Regions from separate parts of the Mus musculus genome. Here region 1 is linked to region 2. The links are chromatin contacts, called in public HiChIP or PLAC-seq maps. All regions are on one chromosome and are shown on one strand. The core of a region is the stretch at or near the end of the contact, and the rest is flanking DNA. Distances in the headings are between cores, read along the strand shown.

What was found. HiChIP or PLAC-seq counts read pairs in DNA pulled down with a chosen protein or histone mark.
Region 1: an H3K27ac HiChIP or PLAC-seq map of microglia shows a contact between it and region 2, with 5 times the contacts expected there. The contact joins the promoter of Stkld1 here to the promoter of Fbxw5 in region 2. A contact is called at or near these places in 2 of 39 promoter capture datasets (liver and pre-B cells) and 1 of 115 datasets of contacts at active chromatin or transcription factors (microglia).

What each region holds. Positions count from the first base shown.
Region 1 is chr2:26,931,434-26,936,885 of GRCm38.p6, reverse strand. It overlaps Stkld1 (serine/threonine kinase-like domain containing 1), which reads right to left and starts at 2,830. Exons shown (of 19, transcript NM_001379463.1): 1 at 2,774-2,830; 2 at 1,486-1,572. The coding sequence starts at 2,788. Surf4 (surfeit gene 4) reads left to right here and starts at 3,375. Exons shown (of 6, transcript NM_011512.3): 1 at 3,375-3,611. The coding sequence starts at 3,564. Gm36591 (a long non-coding RNA gene) reads left to right here and starts at 3,618. Exons shown (of 2, transcript XR_374179.1): 1 at 3,618-5,452.
Region 2 is chr2:25,496,759-25,502,748 of GRCm38.p6, reverse strand. It overlaps Fbxw5 (F-box and WD-40 domain protein 5), which reads right to left and starts at 1,999. Exons shown (of 9, transcript NM_013908.5): 1 at 1,863-1,999; 2 at 598-813; 3 at 191-348. The coding sequence starts at 790. C8g (complement component 8, gamma polypeptide) reads left to right here and starts at 2,243. Exons shown (of 7, transcript NM_027062.2): 1 at 2,243-2,655; 2 at 2,774-2,910; 3 at 3,090-3,160; 4 at 3,244-3,351; 5 at 3,634-3,735; 6 at 3,806-3,844; 7 at 3,926-4,099. The coding sequence starts at 2,518. The coding sequence ends at 3,939.

The DNA of each region.
Region 1 (5,452 bases), core at 1,581-4,080, 1.4 Mb before region 2:
GGACAGTCAGGGCTACATAGAGAGGTCCTCAAAACAAACAAACAAACAGAAGAAAATTCTTTCAATATCTTCTGAAGTCCTACTCCATGGATTTTCTTACTAAGGAAGTGATATATGCTCAAGGGGAGGAAGACCCTGTAAAGATCTCTAAAGATATTTATCACAGTTGCTTATGCTGGTGAAAGACAAATTGAGCTAAAACCCCATGATTGGACAGGTTGGGCCAACTGCAGCACAGGAAGCAGTTTCGAGGAGACACAGCTGTCAGATAGGAGAGGAGGAAGCTGTGGTGACAACAGGAGACAATGTCAGTGTTGTCAACCTCAGTACCATTCTTACAGACATAAGAGACTGGAAAGCCACACAGGCTCCTGCCTATAACCCCTCACCTAATTGTTATTTAGAAAACCCAGATGGCTAATTTTGCTTGTGTTTGCTTGTTGAGACAAGGGTTTTACTGTGTAGCCCAAGCTGGCCTTGAACTTCAGCTTTCCTTATCTTTCTTCCAAATGCTGAGTACATGTCTGGTGTGGCTAGCTTTAAACAACAAAATACCACCCCCACCACCACTACCACCACCACCACCACCACCACCACCACCACCACCACCACCACCCCTCCTTTAACTTTTCAGAAGACAGGCAGCCACTTTGGCTGCTGGCCTGTGACATAAGAGAGCTGACCCCACAGTTAACTGGCAATAGAGGTGGATAAAACACTCCAGGCCCAAATCTCCTGGGCTGAGGCTGCTGGGAGGTCAGACCCCATCCCCAAGGTCCCTGTCAGCACTGCAGAGGAAGGTGCACAGGGACTAGTATAGCAGTACTCCTTTCTAGGGTACTCTTGTGGGCCTGCACCCACCCCAGCTGTGCTAGTTGTGTGCCTGGTGCTCAGCCTCTGGGACCCTCTCTGCCCCTTTCCTGTTTGGTAAGACTTGTACACCTTGCCGGGCAGTGGTGGTACAGGGAGGCAGAGGCAGGAGGATTTCTGAGTTTGAGGCCAGCCTGGTCTACAGAGTGAGTTCCAGGACAGCTAGGGCTATACAGAGAAACCCTGTCTCTCGAAAAACCAAAAAAAAAAAAAAAAAAAAAAAAAAAAGAAAGAAAGAAAGAAAGGAAGAAAGAAAGAAAGAAAGAAAGGAAGGAAGAAAGAAAGAAAGAAAGAAAGAAGAGACTTGTACCCCTTATTAAATTCCAGTCCTTTGGGAAACTGCAACCTGGGTGAGGATGGGACTCCTGAGTCTCACCATCTTTGGCTGTGAGATTGGGGTTTTTGTTCTGGGTTGGCAGGGTTGATGGGTTCAGTGAGATGACCGCAGGCATGTGGGTGAGCATTGTGGTTAGTGTGTGGTTAGCACCAGAGTGAGAGGAATAAGAGAGAACTCCAGAAGTCTCAGGCTACAACTTGCCTCAACGGGGCTTGTCTGGGGATTTCTGGAGTCTGAGAGACCTCTGTAACTTGGGAGCAAGGGGCTCTGCACCTTACCTGCTTTATCAAGAACTTGGTTTCAGTTTCCAGTTCTTCCACCACCAGGTTCACCCCTAAGGCTCCAGGATTCAGCATTTGCAATAGCTATCCTCAAGGAAGAGAGAGACTTTGAGAACGTCACATTATTCTCTACTTCCTACATGTGATGGTTCCACACTCCACCCCCAAGTATGGCTTCTTCTCTCAATTTTGTTGTAGAGGAAATGGCCTTAGGTGATGGATTGAGAAGCCTTCCAGGGTGGGGCCAATACAATTTCCCTCGAAGCCCATTCTGGAACTCTTATTTTATAGCCTATGGCCTTCCCCAAGCCTACAGGGGCAGCCTTATAGGTAAGAGACAGTTGGGGGGTGGGGCTGGGGGCAGAAGTGGCTCTTAACCCTAGTGATACCCCATCTAGTACCCTTCGCCAAAATGAACATCCAAACAAGGCCTGTGATTTGTGTAACTGGTGCAGTCATAGCTTCGTCTAGGGCACAGTACTGAAGGAAGTGCTTCCCAGCCATCCTCTGTAACCTGCACTGGTGCTGCCTACAATTCACTTGAGAGATAGATACTGGGGCCTAGGAGCAAGGTCCTTGCCTGTGGCTGTGGGACTGGGGTCTGAGCCAGAGCTCATCTTTGAAGCCACACCTTCAGAACTGGTCTGTAAGCCAGAACTCTACAAGATCAGTGCTGTCAGGTAGAAGGTGGCTGAGGCCTGAGTACAGAGGCCACTGTCAGCGTGGGGTAGGGGACAAGATATGTAGGCAGTACGGGAAGGATAATTAGCATACAGGGAATACAGGGTGTCCGTTGGAGCTCAGCCCAGGTAGTGAGCAGTGGTTTGTTTTTTGTTTTTCTCTAAACATTTCTGGCCATCAGAAGTGCATTTGCTTGGCTAACGCATGTAAGCCTTCTCTCAAAGAATACTGGAAAAGAGGAAAAGAAAATGAGCGAAACTGAAGCTTTTATAAGCCGAGTCTAACAATTAATGAGGCTGACATGTGAGGAAAAAAGCGATTAAAAAAACAACCACTCAGGTTCTGCCTTTAAAGACCCCATACATGGAGGGAAGGGGAAGGGCACGTGCACCATTCTCCAACCAGTGGTCAGACTTGGGGGTTGGTCATCATTTTAGAGGGAAACTGAGGCCCTGGGAGGACTCAAAGGAGGAGAACTCGGAGGAGGAAACATGCGGGGATCATAGGGTCACCCTGTGATGGAGGCTGGGCCTGGCTGTGTGGCCCTCGGACCTGTCCCGCTGCCCAAGGACACTGGACCTTGGTTGTGGGGGCATCTCAGCACCTGATATTTTTCCATGGTATCTCGTGGAGACACTGCCTCACTGTCCTACTACCGGGCAAAGCCCTCGAGCCAGGCCGGTAGTCGAACCCTCGTTTGAGCATGCTCGGTAGTGACTGCTCCGTGTGCCCACCCCACCTCCTCAGCCCCTCCACCTGCCTTCCATAACCCTCAACCCGGGGCGTGTCTGCTTAGCACTTTGGCTCGTACATGGCATACTCGTACTATGCCCCTTAAAGAAGCCACAGAGAATAGGGAGCCGTGTTTCGGACGAAGGGCAGGGCCCCGGTGTGTTGGGTAGGGTGGAGGGCGGGGCAGAGACTGACGACGCGGCAGGCGGGGCCGCAAGTACTACGGGCGGGAGACACAGGTGGCAGGAAGTCTACCAGCACGGTGGGCGGGACCTGCTGCTTGGTGAGGGTGGAAAGTGGTCAGCGCTTCGGGTTCTAGAGGCTGAAGGGCTAGGGGTGGTCCGTAGGGGCTGGAGGGGCGGGGCCTGGGGTGTGGGGGCGGGGTCTACCTGTGAAGGGCGCGCGGCGGAGGCGGGGCCTGTTCGTGAAGGGCGGTGCGCCGGCGCCAGGCTCCTCGAGCGTGGCGGGCGGGGCCTGGAGCGTGAGGGCGCGCGGCAGGCGGGGCGGGGCGCGGCGGGAGGCGCGGTCCCTTTAAGGCTTGGCCTACGTGGCAGCCGCTAGAGCAGCCGCGGCTCAGCGAGGCCGGCCGCCGGGTACTTCCTGTGGAGGCCGCAGCAGGCGCGAGCGCCCAGGACCTGCCAGCTGAGCCTTCCGCCGCCGCCATGGGACAGAACGACCTGATGGGCACGGCCGAGGACTTCGCCGACCAGGTGCGGCCTGCCCCACAGCCCGCTGGCCGTCACGGCCCCACGGACGCCCGTCCTCGCCGTCCTGCCTAGCTCTACGGAGAAATCCGAGGGGAGGCTGGGCGGGGGGTTGGGGGTGGCGGCCAGGGAGGCTCCCGGGGCCCGCGGTGCTGCTCTGTGCCCTCTGCCCTCTGAACCGCGGCGGCTCCTTGGGGACCTCTGGGGAAGGGGGTACTCTGTGCGCCCCGCTGCGTGGCCCCTCCGCCCTTGTCCAGGACCGTCCTGGCCCTTCCTTCTTTGCGTGGACTCTGCTCCGGTTGCCCGATCTGGGTCCACGCTGCCGAAGGAGAGGAGCCTGCCCCTTGGCTCGCCTTCCCAAGTGTACAGGTGGCTTGTGAACCGCAGGGAAGGCCTGGGATGAGTCTGGGCCCGAGCGACTAGCTGGGCAGGGTTAGAGCCGGAGAGAGGCGCAGGTGGCACCACTTTTTACAATTAAGTTCGACGGATGGGGTGGGAGTTGTGTGAGTGTGAGGCTTTGACTTCTGAAATTGTCCCGTTAGATCTGCGAAGTCATAATATAACCTGAACTAGCCCTGGAGGCTGAATGGTGCCGGGGCCCACCCGCCAGCCAGTTTTGGTTCACTTAGTGTGTTCGTGGCTGTCGGTGATACGAGGAGGCATTTTTTGGCCTAGAGTACTCGAAGGTTGGGTGTGTGTGACCATCTTCAAATGAGCTTCTCTACCCCTCCTTTTGAGGGGTGTCACCTCCCCATGTTCACCTTCAGTTCTGTTGAACCATTTTCCTGTGAGCTGATCTTTTTAAAGGCATTTCTACCCCTTTTGGAAAAGTTTCTAATGCCACGATTTTGCATTAAATACATAATTTTAAAATTGTATGGACCAAGGTCTTCCTCTTGTGATGGGTTTCGTTGACATAATTCTCAGTGACCCAGTTTTATCTTCCTGAGTAGCAGCTCTCTAAGAAGATGGCTTCATAGCCAAGTTTGTGAGCGGCTCACCTCAGGATCTTCAGCTGGAAAACCCACCATTTTGCAAGTGGATTTCACAACCCAGATCAGATGAATTATCTCCAAGAAGCTGCCAACTATCTAATGATAGATTTCAACTGGAGAAAGAGTTCATCTTTTATGAAGTCCTCCATGTACTTTGTTTTGATTTAAATGAAAGAAGCCAAATCTTGGGACTGGACAGGCTTTTGTGGGGAATACAGTAGCCACTCCCACTAAGTAACTGGCTTGGGCTCCTGGACTTGCCAGTGTCCACCACCCAGGAGGAAACCCTGGGTCTCCTACTGCTTGGTGTCCAGGGCATCTCAGGTCTGGAGTTAGATTTCAGCTACACATCAGTGGAAAGATGCCCGTACTGTAGATGGCCTGCTGCTTAAAACCAAAATTCCCAATGAAGGTTCCTTCTTAAGGGATTAGCCTCAGAGTCCACCTGGAAGTTAGCAGAGGATACCACAGGAGCTTCTGAGATGTGACTCCTGCTCTTCTGATCCAGTGTCAGGCATCAGGGAGCCTTCCAGTGGCCTCAGTGTGACCAGTCCTGGGAGCTTTTGTGTTGGATATTCATCTGCACCCTTGAAAACAAATTTGTCAATGAGGAAGGTGCTGATAGTCCAACGTTCTAAGTGAAAGGATCTAATGTGTTGGAAAGTGGAGTGTTACTCTAAGGTGTTGTCAGATAGTATCACAGATCCATGTCTTTAGAAAACAGAAGTAGAACTGAGTTTGCAAATCAGATTTGCCTGGAAAGTCGGGCTTCTCATATGAGACCTGGAAAAGTGTTTCTGATGCTGATGAGAACACTGAGCTGTTAACTGGACACCTACCTTCCTGTGAGGC
Region 2 (5,990 bases), core at 750-3,249:
TACCACCCACTCTTATGACATCGTACCAATGTAGAGGGCTGACCCTGGGAGCTAGAGATTAGAGCTGTTCTAAGCTTTGGGTCTTGTGTGGTCCAGAGCAGGCCTCCAGGCACTATGTGGCCCTCTCTGCTTCTCTCACCATTGGCTTCTCTTCCCACTGAGTTCTGCTGCATGGGAGAGGCACCCTCACCTTCACCGTGCAGTCCTTGGAGCAGGAGGCAAACTGGTACCCCGAGTGGGAGAAGCTGAGGTGCAGGACCTGGTCAGTGTGCTCCTTCAGTGTCTGCACCTCCACACAGGGTACCATGTCATAGAGCCGCCGGAACTCCTCATACCAGGATGTGGCCGCTGTGGGCAATATAGTGTCACTCCTGCATGCAAGGCTCCCTCACTAGTCAAGATTGAGAGCCGACAGACAGCATGGCTACTGGGAGATGTTTTGTAGGGACTCTGGAACTCACGACTCACTAATTAGGTCTCAGCCACAGGGGGCACCCTTCTGCTCACAGAGACTCCCTCTTCCCCAATATGGCCCGTGTGTCCTTGGGCCATGAGCCCCTGCCCTGAGCCAGCAGGTTTAGGGGTGTGTGTACTGACCTGGGTGGCGGGGCACATCTCGAGCCACCTGGTAGTAGCGGTAGAATTGCTCCTTCCATAAGAACTCATCCCGGGACACAGCCTGCCATTGGCGGCATACCAGCCCAGCAGCCAGCACATCTGCAGGGCCCAAACTCAGGAAGATCTGGTAGACAAGGCTGTCGGGGAGCAGGGGCAGGCCCCCCTCATCCATCGTGACATTCTGCCCAGACGGTCCTGAAACCCACCAGTGGCGGCTCTGAACCCAAGCCTCCTCATCGCCAACCCCAGGGAGAGACTGATAGTCTGGGGTTCCAGACATGGCAGTCCTAGCTAGCCCCACCAACTGCCCACCGGAGAATTCCACTGCACTGAGCATGTGCGGGGGGAGGGGAGGGATGTGTGCATCTCTCTTTGTGTGTACAAGTAGCACTGCCCCACCACAGACCCAACACTTCTTGAAGGACCCAGGCAGTAACGTTGCACCACCTTACATTCTCCAGGACACCAAAGGACTTGCTGGACCAGACAGCAAGCCCCTGAGTACTACTAGGCCAGGTAGAACCTGCGAAGTGGGGGGCAGCCCCACTTTCCAGGTGGGGGCCTTTGATGCCTTCCCCAATGCTACAGGGCACAGGGAGGCAGGTGAGCACAAGACAAGCAAACAGGTCTGGGCTGCTCAAACTGGCAGGTCCAAGGTTTAGCAGCCCACCCTGTCTTTGACCTTGCTGCTATAGGACTTCAGGCCAAGGCTGACTTTCTTCTGAGAAGGGGTTCCTGCTAGCCAGTGGCATATGTCGTTCTGGACTCAGGAGACAGCCTGGCCAGGAGGGTGGTTAAGAGTGATTGGGGTTTCTGAATGTCAGAGGAGACATCAGGGACCACGCTTTGCTGCTTAGCTAGAGTGGGCAGCAGCTCCTTCATTCACCCACTGAACACCGGAGGGTGGATTGGGACGACGTCAACCTGCCAAGGCCATCACTGGCCAGATAAGGCCACCAAAGGCTGTACAAGTGTAGACATTGCAGGAAAAAAATATGGTGACAGTGAACAAAGCCCGTGAAGGTGACAAAAGCCAGTTAAAGTAGGACAAGGCAGAGCGAGGCCCATGACCGGGACCAGGCCCGAGAAAATAAACGAAGGCCACGATCGGGGACAAGGGACACCGAAGGTGGCAGAAGGCTGGTGAATGCAGGACTGGGAGTAATGGGGCACAAGGCTGGTGACTGGGGACAGGGCAGATGACACAGGTGAGTGAGCACGGCGGGGCCAAAGCCGGGACTCACCGCGGTGCCTCTGCCCGCTGCGCTGCGCCCGGCTTCCGCCGCCGCTCTAGTCTCCACCTCCACGTCTTTATGGAGGCGCCAGGCTCGACGCTGAGAGCCCCGAGGCATCGATGGACCGTTCCCCCCCCCCCCCCTTCCCCGTCTTGCGCCTGCGCCTCAGGCTCCGACTAGCAGCCAGCGTTTCTTATGCGCCTGCGCAAACTCTTACTTTCCGAGCGTTCTGACTCACAGAACAGTACTCACTCCTGGCTACCCTAAAGGACGGAGGATTGAGCCAGGCTCAGCTGGGCCGGTTCGAGACTCTGCCTCTGCTCTCTCTGCTGCTGGGCTTTGAACAAGTGACTTTATGAGCACGTTCTTGTTGGTTGTGGAGTTAAAGACAGTTATTGCATGCATAGGGTTGAGCACTGACCACAAGTGGAAATAGGGGTGCAGAGGTCAACTCTTAACTTTGCACTTGGGACACAATGCCCAGCTCCTATCAAGGCTAGGTTCTAGGATGGACCCTGGCTTGGGTTAGGGGTTCAGTAATCGGAAGACAGATGTGGACTTCCTGGACTGTGCTTCCTGTGGCACTGGACAGTGGACTCTGACCTAGGACAGTGCACCCCTCCACCTCGCTGTCCTGTCACCTACTGTCCGTAGCAGGTTGGCCATGCTGTCTCCAGGGGCTGTGTTGTTCTTCACCCTGCTCTTGACAGCCAGTTCGCTGGGCCAAAGGACTCGAAAGCCTATTGGGTCTACCTCCCCCATCAGCACTATCCAGGCCCAGGTCAATTTCAGTGCTCAGAAGGTAAAATCTGGGAGTGAGTGGGGGTAGGTAAAAGAGCAATAAGAACCTGCCTAGCTTGGCGGGATTGGTCCAGGGTGCCCCATTTCCCCAGTCCTGAGCACTCATAGTCAACTTCCAGTTTGCAGGGACATGGCTCCTGGTGGCTGTGGGCTCTTCGTGCCGCTTTCTTCAGGAGCAGGGACACCGAGCTGAGGCCACCACATTGCACGCAGCTCCCCAGGGTGCAGCTATGGCTGTCAGCACCTTCCGAAAGCTGTGAGTCCCAGCAGGACTTCATCCCAGCCCCTGAGCCCATCTTACTCTGCCCTCCTGACTCTAAACCTCATCTCTAGCTCTTCTGTGGCCTAGATAGCTATCCCATATGGCCTCTCCTGGGTTGGGGTTCCTAGAGTCTGGGTGCCTCCTCTTATGACATACCTTCTTCCCCTCCCCAGAGATGGGATATGTTGGCAGGTACGCCAACTCTTTGAGAACACAGGGGTCCCTGGCCGCTTCTTGTTCCAAGGTGAGGCAGGGGCATCAAGGGAGAGGGCTCTGGGCTGGAGGCAGAGGGGAAAGGACTGATGTGCTGTTGTGGTTCTGCCGCAGTCTCACGGGCCCGTGGACCAGTGCATATGGTGGTTGCTGAGACTGACTATCAGAGCTTTGCCATCCTGTACCTGGAACAGGGAAGGAAGCTGTCTGTGAAACTATACGGTGCGGACTAGTCCTGTGATCATACATGGCCTGTGCTTTTCACACATGACCTGTGCTCTGCATCCTCCAGGTCCACCTTGATGGACAGGGCGTCCCCAGATGGACACACACCCCTTCTCATTCCTTTTCTATCCCCATACTCTTGGCAGTAGGCACCCTTGATGAACAGCTACACATGGGATGGGGTGGGAACTGGATGGGGCAGGGACACACAGCTGACCTGGCTGTGTGTCCTGGGTTCCCTGCCATGTTGAAAGCACTGGAACTCTGCCTACCCCACAGTCCGCTCACTGCCAGTGAATGACTCTGTCCTGGATGTGTTTGAGCGGCGAGTCAGGGAAGCCAACCTGACAGAAGATCAGATTCTTTTCTTTCCCAAGTATGGTGAGTGTCCCCAGCCCGTGACCCTCCTGGGTGACGCCCGACCCCCTCTTACTACTGCCTGGGCCCCTAGGTTTCTGCGAGACTGCGGACCAATTACACATCCTGAACGGTGAGTGGTCAGTAGGGCAGAGCAGTGAAGGGCTGTGGTCAAGGTCTTTCCTGCCCCTGCTAAGGTTTTTATCTACTGCAGAGGTGCCGCGATAAGGCCATCTAGTGGAGAAGCTGTGGACAGTGGGCTACCCTCAGAGAGTTCTGAGCATCCTGAATGCACTCTTGGAGTCTCTCCTTTCTGTCCCCAGAAGCACCCCTTCATACAGCTCTGTTGTCCTAGGTCTTTTCATTAAACATCAGACTTGGCCCTGGGTCTTTTGTCGTTTTTTGTCAACCTGGATAGGAGTTCCACCAGGCCCAGGTGCGAAGGGAATTTGCGTGCGAACACACACACACACACCTTGGCTATTTGAGGATTCTGTCCTAGGGTGGTGGGGCTAGAAACAGCACTGAGTTCTTGCTCTCTCCCTGAGCCTGTTCCTCTCTGCAATGAGGACACATACCTTCCCTTATTCTCCAACCCCAGCCCTCTGCTCTGGCTTAGTGCCCATGGGGGTGGGGTGGGACTCAGGGTCCTGCTAGGGTATCTTCCCTGGAGAGGGGCGTAGGCCTACCAAGAAGCCCTTTAGACCCCTCCTAATCCTTGACCCTGGAGGCTAAAGAGCCAGAGGCCCAGGGGCACTTGCTAGGGAGATACCAGGATGTTTTTGAGGACGTGGTTGGAGCACATAGAGTGGAAAGCTGTACCCCAGGAGCAAGGAGTGGGCAGACTACTTAATGAACCGGTTAGAGGTGAGCATGGGGCTCCTGGAATGTGGGTTTCATTTCTGATAGAGCTGGCCCCCAGGATCACCTGACCGACTGTAGTCAAGGTTACCAGCTCCAGGGAACAGGAAGCAGGAAGCCTCACAGCGTGCCCTTAAAGGAGGAGCTAGGCCTTTTCTCCAGACAGAAGCAGTGTTCTTTCAAGACCTGGGCTGGTTTGCTTGGCCCTATAGGGCTGGAGTTCAGGGAACTGGGCATCATCCCAGATGTAGCTGGGCTCCTGTCTGCGTTGCTGCTGGCCTGACAACTTCCAGCACTTATTTAAGAAGCATTTCTCAAATGCCCCAAGCCCTGAGGACACAAAATAGGCAAGTCCTTGTTCTTCCAGGGAGTGTGAAGTCCAGGCTCAGCCACCTACTGATGACAGGAAGGCAGAGGTAGACTAACCCCTCCGCTCCCCAGTCCACCATGTCCTCCCCTCTAGCAGTGCCCCAAGTGAGCTGCAGTACTAGCAGAACTGCTGTATGATTCCCGGAGCAAAGTCAGAGGCCTTGTCTGCTGACATGTTTTTAGGAACAAGAGCTACAGGAATCCTGGTGGGTGGCTGCTCTCGGGGCCACAGCTGTCCCAGAGGAGGCTCTGATCACACAGGGTCTCTGGGCAGCTGGACTTTGGGGGAGCAGGAAAATAGACTGGAGAGTAAGTGAACCACCAGGGGCCTTAGAAGGAGGAATTTTAGGAGACTGTCCTGTCCACAAACATAGAGCTCACTGACGGAGCACCATGAACTTGTGCTGCCTGGCTTGGGCTCACTACCCTAGCTCCAGGGACACTTTTCCCTTTTTTTCTTGTGTTCTGTAACAGAAAGTGATGTTTCCACTCTGGTAGGGGTTGGGCTCATGTGGCCCTTGCCTCGTTGCCTTATGGGTCTGAATGGGCCAAGCATGGGCCATGCCATTAGCTTTTGACATAGAGCTCTAGAATTGACACCCATTTTAGTCTTCTTCTTTTTTTTTTTTAAGTGTCTTGCCGGGCAAGGTGGCGCACGTCTTTAATCCCAGCACTCGGGAGGCAGAGGCAGGCAGATTTCTGAGTTCAAGGCCAGCCTGGTCTACAGAGTGAGTTCCAGGACAGCCAGAGCTACACAGAGAAACCCTGCCTCGAAAACAAACAAACAAAACAAAAACTTCCGTTAAATTTGAAAGTATTAGGTATTTTAGTGATAACTATATTACACACACACACATACACGTTGTGTGTGTGTGTGTGTGTGAGGATACTTGTGGATACAGAGGACAACCTGCAGGTGTTGGTTCTCTCCTTCCATGTTTAATAGATTCCGGGGATCACATGCAGAAGACCAGGCCTAGAGGCAGCATCCTTACCTGTTGGGCTAACTCACTAGCCATGCACATATTTTTTACTTATCTCTTTTTTTT